Regions from separate parts of the Nothobranchius furzeri genome. Here region 1 is linked to region 2. A link is a contact called in public Micro-C data. All regions are on one chromosome and are shown on one strand. The core of a region is the stretch at or near the end of the contact, and the rest is flanking DNA. Distances in the headings are between cores, read along the strand shown.

The links. A called contact is a pair of places that touch in the nucleus more often than the background predicts.
Region 1: a contact with region 2 is called in a Micro-C map of tail fin, with 14 times the contacts expected there. The contact joins the enhancer-like site here to the promoter of kctd1 in region 2. A contact is called at or near these places in 2 of 2 Hi-C or Micro-C datasets (skeletal muscle and tail fin).

The regions. Positions count from the first base shown.
Region 1 is chr11:52,422,805-52,426,875 of NfurGRZ-RIMD1, forward strand. No RefSeq gene overlaps it. Among protein-coding and RNA genes, the nearest start is that of psma8, 14 kb to the right of the region's middle. Within about 2 kb of position 1,332, at least 1 of the 3 cell types and tissues checked has an H3K27ac peak or open chromatin away from gene starts, as enhancers often do. A contact at or near this core is called in tail fin, where this site is marked.
Region 2 is chr11:52,380,956-52,385,664 of NfurGRZ-RIMD1, forward strand. It overlaps kctd1 (potassium channel tetramerization domain containing 1), which reads left to right and starts at 1,641. Exons shown (of 5, transcript XM_015956834.3): 1 at 1,641-1,920. The coding sequence starts at 1,912.

The DNA of each region.
Region 1 (4,071 bases), core at 82-2,581, 42 kb after region 2:
TGATGTCAGAATATTGAGGTTTAAATAAGATTTATGCTGCTTTAAAGAGATAGTAACTAATTAACTAGCTGTTAGCTTGTCAGTCCTAGCACCTAAACTTTAAAATAAAGCCAAAAACAGGCAAATTGTTAATTACTTTGCAGAGCCCCGATTTTAAATGTGCAAACTGACTGTTTAAGTAGCAACGATCATAAGTTATATAAGTCACTCTCAGGGCTCACTTCAAATAACTTCTAGACAGATTTTTAATATAGCAGATCTAGCAATGCATCATTTGGATTTATTATTATATGTAAAGGTTGTTGCCCCTCACTTTATTCTTCATTAAACATTCATTAAATCCTGTTTACTTCTTAATCAAGTTTAAAATGATCATTTTGTGTTCTTTTTGTGAATTATTGGCATCTTAGGGGGGAAACGGTGCTACTAACAACCAAATGAATTTAAGCGTATACGACCAGGCATGAGACTGGTTCCTGTGTGAGGTCGTATTTCTTCCTGCACTCGCGGGGCGAGTCTTCCCACACAGGAAACAACAACCTAAAGCTGATAACCTCATCTCAGACTGGGAGGTTTTTATGTGAAACTGTTCCTTTTGCTAACTGTTTGTTTAAAAACTGACAGGCTACAAGACTCCCTTTGACAGTGTCTATTCATCTCTAGATGTCAGCTGGAGAAGGGGGAGAGAAAACAAGGGAGGGAGAAAGAAACAGGGAGAGGTGGATGAAGTGAGGTTTTGACAGGAAGACCTGCAACGAGCAAAACTGTGTGTGTGTGTGTGTGTGTGTGTGTGTGTGTGTGTGTGTGTGTGTGTGTGTGTGTGTGTGTGTGTGTGTGTGTGTGTGTGTGTGTGTGTGTGTGTGTGTGTGTGTGTGTGTGTGTGTGTGTGTGTGTGTGTGTGTGTGTGTGTGTGCGTGCAATAGGTGAGATTCACCTTTTAGCTTTGAATCATTTTCCAGATCATCCCCGTGGCGAATTTTAGAAATCCATCTAGCGAGTGACTGAATGAGTGCTGATGTTTTCATCGCTTTGGTTTTAATTATATGTCTCACTCAGCATAGTCTTCCTTCCACCCGGCTAATTTAGATTGAGATCCTTCCAGGCTTCCCCCTATCTTTCATTTCCCTCCCCTTCTTCTCTCCTCTCTGCATCACATCAGCCCCTTTGTAGAAAAAAAAGAGGAAGGAAAAAAAAAACCTTCATGTCTGTGACTTTCTTGCCCTCCAGCGTTTGAAGCCCTCTTTTATTTTGATCATCGCAGCACAATGGATTCATGCCATTCTGGCAACTTTATTCAGTATCAGCCCAAATTTACATACTGCTTAACAAGTTTGTGCGTGACTGTTGATGCCTCTGATCAAAGTGCTTTTGGAAATCTTTCTCATCTGATCCACACACCCCCTCGTTCATTTCAAATGCATGCTGCAGACAGGCATCTTTAACTCAGGGGCAAAGAAAGGTAACCTTACTGCTGCACAAGCCCAAATGTCATCCAACAAGGAGGGCTCGTGTCCTGGGGATAAGGATAATGTAATCTAAGCAGTATACAGTGTGCGGCTGTGTGTCTTCGAGTGTGTGTGTGTGCACTTGCCTCTGTGTTTGTTGCAGGCGTGGGTTTGGGGGCGTAGCGAGACAGGGGATGACAAAAGTCAACGCAGTCATGTGTCATTTTTGGTGCTGAGGGGCTGGGACCTGCCTGCAGGGCTGTCCTCTCTGTCAGACGCACTCAGATATCTGCGCTGAACTCTCTTGCTGTCTCTTTCTTTAGCTCTTCCCATCCTTCTCTCTGTCTTTAGCTAATGCACACACTCTCAGCTGCACACACACACACACACACACACACACACACACACACACACACACACACACACACACACACACACACACACACTTTAAGGCTCCAGGAACAACAGGGCGGGCGATTTTACAGCAAAACTCACATTAAACAGCCGTTTCAGAAAGCGTGAGCATCCACGTTAATGAAACGATTTCTTAAAGATGCTCCTTATTGCTCTCCTGATCCTGGATCGTCTACATCTGCCACAGGAGCACAACCGGAAGGGGAGGGATTTGTCTGAGGACACAAATCAAGATATCAAAGGCCATGCTTCAAACCGATGGACTGTGAAATTCCCAGAAGGGTAGAAGAGGAAGCGCTGGGAGAAAATAAAGTCTTCAGTAGCTTTCGTTTACAATAATCAAAATTAAAAAACATGAGTTATCTGGGGAAAGAGAAATAGATTCAAAAATACAATGAAAAGAGGGTGTGGGTGGAAAGAGAGGACTCGTGGGAATGAAAGATTGCACCTCCCCCAGGCACTCACATTATCCTATGGGCCGATGGTTCCTTCTTATGCGTTGGCTGACATTTTGCTGTAACCCCACCATAAGTAATGCTATGTGATGTGTGTGACTGGCTCCTGCCACGGCCCTGAGAGGCCACGGAGCCCCAGGGCCATTCGCTTTTGGCCCGCAGCATCCTGCGAATTGTTTATCTTAACTCTGTCTGCTCTTTTGTGCCTCTCCCTCTCATTTTGCTCAAGCCCTCCTCGTCTCTCCTGTTCTCCCTGTCTGGGCCGATGGTGTCTACTTTCAATTAGAGAAGGAGGCACTCTGGGTATTCTTCTGGGAGGCAGAAACCACTGACAGGTGAAGGCGTAACTCTAAACCGTGTCTTTAGTCTCTTCATGCAAACGGTTAATATGCCAGCACCTTTCAGGGGGAACACGACGGTAGTGGCAGCATTAAACGCTGCTGGTGTCTGTTACTCAGACGCACATGTTGCTCTGTGGGATAAAAGTGGGGGGGGGGGGGGGTGCAAGCCTGGGAAAGAAAAGGGAAGGAGATTTAAGGACAGAGGAGATAAGATGTGTGATATGAGATAATGGAGGGATATTCAAAATCTATCCCTGGAGCTAAAAGTTAAAAGAGAGCATTAAAAGAAAACATATTTGGATCACTTATGGATGTGTAAGCCCGCATGCCAATTTCACCAAACTTTTCTTCATACTGATGCAAAACCCCAAAGGGCATAAAGCAGAGGCAGGCCAATTTGCTGTACACAAATAGTGTGTGTGTGTGTAAGACTGTCGACATGTGACAAGCAGAAAAGGGACAGTGTTGAGAGCGTAGCCTTTTATGACCCAACACACTTTGACAGCTTGGCCATGGCTCGGGGACACGAGCAATGTAGCTTTTTCATCTCACAATTTTAAGCAAAGCAGCTCTCCCTCCATGGGTTCGATTGTTCAGAGCGCCTTTGTGGCTGTGAGTCGAAGCACGGAGACAAAAAACATGTCAGTGGCCAGCAGATTCTAGCTCAATGTAGCTGAAGGAGTCATACTGTCAATCTGTGGGACCAGAAGTGAGAGAAATTGTAAGTGATATGATGGCAGCTGCTTTTATGCAACACTGCACTCTGCTGGTTCACAACGTGATCGACAAGGAAGGAGGGTGGCTTAAGTGATGGGAACATGTAAGGGTTGTCCACTCAGCTGCTCATTTTGGAGGATAATAATAATAATAATAATAATAATAATAATCCACCTGGCATTTTACTTGTTCATCTAAGAGAGGAACATTCAAGATTTGGTAAGGAGTAGCTCATGTTTTGGGAGATAAAATAGAATATGGAGCAGACAGTGTTTTTGACTGAAATTAGATTTACATACAAAAAAAAGGGACAATAATAAACCATCATTAGTAATTTAATAGAACATCTTGAGCTTCATAGAGGAAATTTCTACTTTTTCCCAAATTCGTGGATGAAATGGGGCTTTGTGTCAGGAACAAATATATTACTATTATTTGTAATAATAATAATAATAATAATAATAATAATAATAATAATACAAGTACAATACAATGCCTGGCCTTCAAAATAGTAACCACCAAAAGAAAAGGTCACACACTCTAATGTTTCGCCTTTAGCTTTGATTGCAGAACACACTTGCTGTGGCATTGTTTCAATGAGTTTCTGCAATGCCACAGGATTTACTTCCATCTAGTGCTGCATTAATGTTTCACCAAGATCTTGCATTGATGATGGCAGTCTGACCGCTGCACAAAGCC
Region 2 (4,709 bases), core at 391-2,890:
CTGGACTACTTGTTGTGACTGATAAAAGCATGAGTTCCTCTCTGTACCAGAAAATCCTCCTGGAAAAAAAATTTCAGTGAGGCTGCGTTACAGAGGTCCTTCCTGAAAAAACAGTTTTTACTTGTTTATTTTGACTCAGAGTTTAACATGAAGCCTGAACGTGAAAATGGTGTCCTACACCTATCTCCTGCAGTAGCTTCTTATTTAAAATAGATGGAGCAACTCTAGGATTTGAGAAGCCTGACAGATTTACCTGCATTACTTGGTTCTTTTATTTTAACACAGCAAAAAAAAAAAGAAGAACCAAGGATGAATGTACAAAGAGACAGATCTACGTCACACTGTCACTTAACATTCATAGATTAATCCATCATAGGGCGATCGACACAAAGCAAACAGTCAGTGGTAATTGTGCTACTGTTAGTCAGTCTGAGGCGAGAAATACAAATATCAGGAAATACAACTCCAAATCCTGCCGTCTGAAGCTACTTTCTCCTCTGACTAAATTATCCATGCTGAAACAGGTGCACTAGAGCTTTTTTTCCCCCACAGAGTATGACTTACAAGGCATTTTTTTTCCTACTGGAGACCACTGCAAATGAATGAGTGAAGGCCTCTTTCAAACAATTCTGTAAAGAACAAAAGTGATCATTTGCTTGTCATTTTAAATCTTAATTGGAAAACTGTTTTGTAATGGTAAGGGTTATCTTTGATATTAAACTCTGTCTGCTGATCTGAAATGTTTAACTGTGGCAAAATAAATGCTAATATTCTGTCTCTGATCTTGAGTACTACTTCAATTATTAACTTTTATTCATTGCTGCAGCTGCTGTAATGTCAGGAGGAAAAAAACAAGTTGGTGTTTTAGACAGTAGGGGGCGTTAGAGGTATTTCAGCCTTGTGTATGGCCTGAGAATAACTTTAGAATGTAAAACTGTCCATTTTGTATCCATATGTGAACAACTTGGTGCTCATAAGTCAGACAGGATAATTGTTGACTTAAACATGACTTTAAACAGTGATGCCTTCACTGTATTCATCCCCCAAGTAATTCTAAAAGCCTCAGAAGTGCCTCAATCTTGCTGAAATCATGCATGGTTGAACATTTGAAATGAGCTCCCACATCACCCCCAGGCACTGATTCAGACTTGATTGAGGCAAGGCAAGCTGCAAGTACTTATTTATACAACTACGTCATTTGGAGGATGTCCAAAATAGGGAAAGAAGCTGGGGAAAAAATAAGATTGCAAAAGAGATGCAAGGAAAGGGGAATTTCACCAACCACCTTTCTGTTAAATAAGTGCATTTTGGCTCCCATGAACAAGTTCTCTGATGATGACGATGATGATGATGGTGATGGAGAGGAAAAGCAGAAGTTCTGAGAGAAGAGGAGGAAAAGAGGAGGGGGAAATCAAAGAACTCCAACAACAATCTATATAATTATCGTCATCTCATGCTTTTCCTCTCTGGCAAAAAAGAAAAACACTCCATCCATTTGTAGAAATCGCCCAAGGGAGCGTTACATCAAAACTAATCATAACGATTAAAATCAGCTTCTCTGCAAGAAGGAGGCAAGTTAGAAGCAGAGGGTGAGGGTGTTGTAAATGCAGGAAAAATATATGTTTATTTGATTTTTCTAAAAGCATTACCTTAAACAAAGACTATGAGGCACTGCGGCTGTTCGCTCGCAGTCGTAAGGCGCATATTGGTTTAGACTGGGGCTGAGACATGAGCTAATTGTATCCTGATCTTTGCCTTGAGGGGTTTCGGAGCCCTGGAGCAAGTATTCTCTGTATTTTGTTCTGTCTACCTAAGCCAAGCTATTGCATTTCTCGCTGGTGTAGGAAGAGAGGCAGATCGTGGGCCAAATCAGAGGGAAAAGGTGCACAAACCCCCACTTTGTGCAGCTCTATGTTTCAGGTAAGCGAAGATTTCTTTTCTTTGCTGGTATTTCCGAGGTCGGATGGACTGGGACGGTGAGGCGCAGCAGCTTTTACGCATGTGCCAAACGATCCGAGCGGTACACTTCATAAAGAATATTTAACCACTTCCTGGCTTAATGTTCCGTGGTTTTTACTGAGCGCGTTTAAGCGTCTGTCAGCAGCACGGGGGTCTACGGTTCCTCAGAAGCGGACTGCAGCGATTTAGTCGAAGCAAACACTCCGCCGCGTGAATTCGCTCCTGGCGCGTTTCAGCTCCAAAGGGAAATCAGAATCCTCTTCTGTGTCGCCGCCGCTGTTTCAAGTTGCTCCCAACTTAGTTAAACGCGCGTTTTTGCTCGTTTTTAAACGCAATTTGAACTCCGCTTTTCTCCTTTTCATTCCTCCCCCCAACTGCCCCAGATCCTAATGAAAGACGCCATTGTGAAGTAATTTCGCCGCGGGCGTATTTCTTATTCTGTATGACAGGACACAAGCGTCAATGCAGTTTGTGAATCACTCTTTAATAAAAAAAACAGGCTGTGTTAACAGAAACGTATTTATTTAGAGTATGACAAAAATAGAAACGACTTGGCCCTTTTTACGCTGTGCGTAATCAACTCCGAGGATCTGGATGAGCGAATAGAGCTTTAAAAAGTTGAATTAATGAACTTGAAGTGTTGGAATAAGAGGATTTTAAATTAAATGCACACATAGCACATTTCAATTTCACTGTTAGTTAATATCTGTGAGAATATTTGGTTATGTATAGGAAAAGAGGACGCTGAAGGGGATGTTATGAACAAATACTTAAAGTTAGTCACCTTAAATGGGTGGAGGCTTGTCAGGACTGATCACCTGATGGCGCTGTTACAAAACCATCCCATACAGAGGAACTTATATATATATATATATATATATATATATATATATATATATATATATATATATATATATATATATATATATATATATATATATATGAAGAGCCTTGAGGCGACACATTGTTATTATATTCCATCTTGGGCCTCTGCCACTCCTGCGCCTTGGGACTCTTTGTTGTGCCAGTGAACATGTCTCCAACAGCCTGCTGCAGCTCAGGGCTGATCACACTTCTCTATCTGTGATGTCATGCTGATGCACAAGAAGATGCACAAAGACATATTCAGAAACAGATGGCGATGCTCAAATTCATGGACGTAATTTTTTTTGGGGGGGGGGGCATGTCCCCCCCCCCCACACACACACACACACACACTTTTTCCAAAGTCTAGTTTTGACCCCTGCACTTTTTACCATCAATAAACAGTATTATGCTTTATCAAATTGACACTGGTTGAGCTCTAGGACCAGGCGGAAAACAACTGTTTGTGTTGAAGCCTGTTTCCCATTAGAGCATACTGTAAAGTCCCCCCCCCCCCCCATGTCTCCCCCACTTCTAAAGTGAAAATCACGTCCATGCTCAAATTTATCCTTTCGTTGTTTAGATTTAGACCTTTAAATCAGATTATTTTATTAGCAAGCGTTCATCCAAAAAGTTAAAATACTTCCCCTGAGGCTTTATTGATATTTAAGAACTTGCTACCTGTTGTTCTCTTTTCTTTGCAGCAGTTGTTGGCTAAAGTTAAAGAGCAGAGCTGTTTGGACATTTGAAACAAATCGCCACTGGCAACTAAAAGGAGAGACAGCATCCAGATTATGTAAATACTGTTCTGCTCGCCTCCGACTGAATCCTAATGTTTGGAAATGTGAATTGTGTGTTTGGGAACGTGGACAGGATGCAGCATTGTGAGACAAACAAAAGAAAAGTTTGTGTATGGTGATTCCAAAAATACAATAGGATCTGGGAAAGTGTTCTCAGAAGTTTGAATGAAGGTTTTGGGATTATTTTGATGGATCATGTTTTAGATAAACTCCAGGTTCTGAGTGACAACAGGGTGTGCTGTCGCTGCAGATCCTTGCTGGTGGATTTGATGACCTTATGACCTTTGGGTTGCTCTCTGTGTAAATCGAACAGGCGACACAAACATCTTCCCAAGAAAACATCCACAACGTGTTCTTACACGACTTCGGAGTGATTTTGTGATATAAGAGCTGATTCCCTTGACCCCCAGCATGCCACCCACCCAACCGCCAGTTCTCTTTCACTCCCTCTTCCTTTCTCCCCTGCAATTTTCCATAATGCCTCACAGATTTTACACTCAATCCACCTTTGCGATGACAAGGCTTTGAGGAAATCCAATTCCACCGAGCTGTTTTCAGAACTTACTCTCCACAGGCACACACACTCACTTTCACTCACTCACACACACACACACACACACACACACACCACCATCTCCACAAATTAGTCAGGGAACAAATTACCTGCATTCTGAGTGTGATCCCACGCACTTTGCAGGCTGCCTTACACAGGTCCCCTTTTGAAGAGCAGCCATGTGATTTCTCTCTCTTTTGCCCCGCAGGCCCCTTTGCCTTCTGCAAGGGATTCTGGAGTTGAATTTTAAAAACTATGTATGGCTGCTGCCTGCGCTTATCAGCGCGTGCACAAGTGGCATGCAAATCAAACGAGGATCACACACCCGCATTGGAGGCCTACACTCAAAGGCAAGCTTAATTGCTAATTGGGTATCTAGGTGTGAAACCCACATTGCCAATGAGAGGGAGGAACGTGGATGTTTTAAGGCCAGTGGTTGAACTAATTAATTTTAATCTGACTATTATTAAAAACTGCAAATTCTCTGCATTTTCTGTGGGGGAAACAGCCCAAGAGAGTGCTGTGGAAGGAGT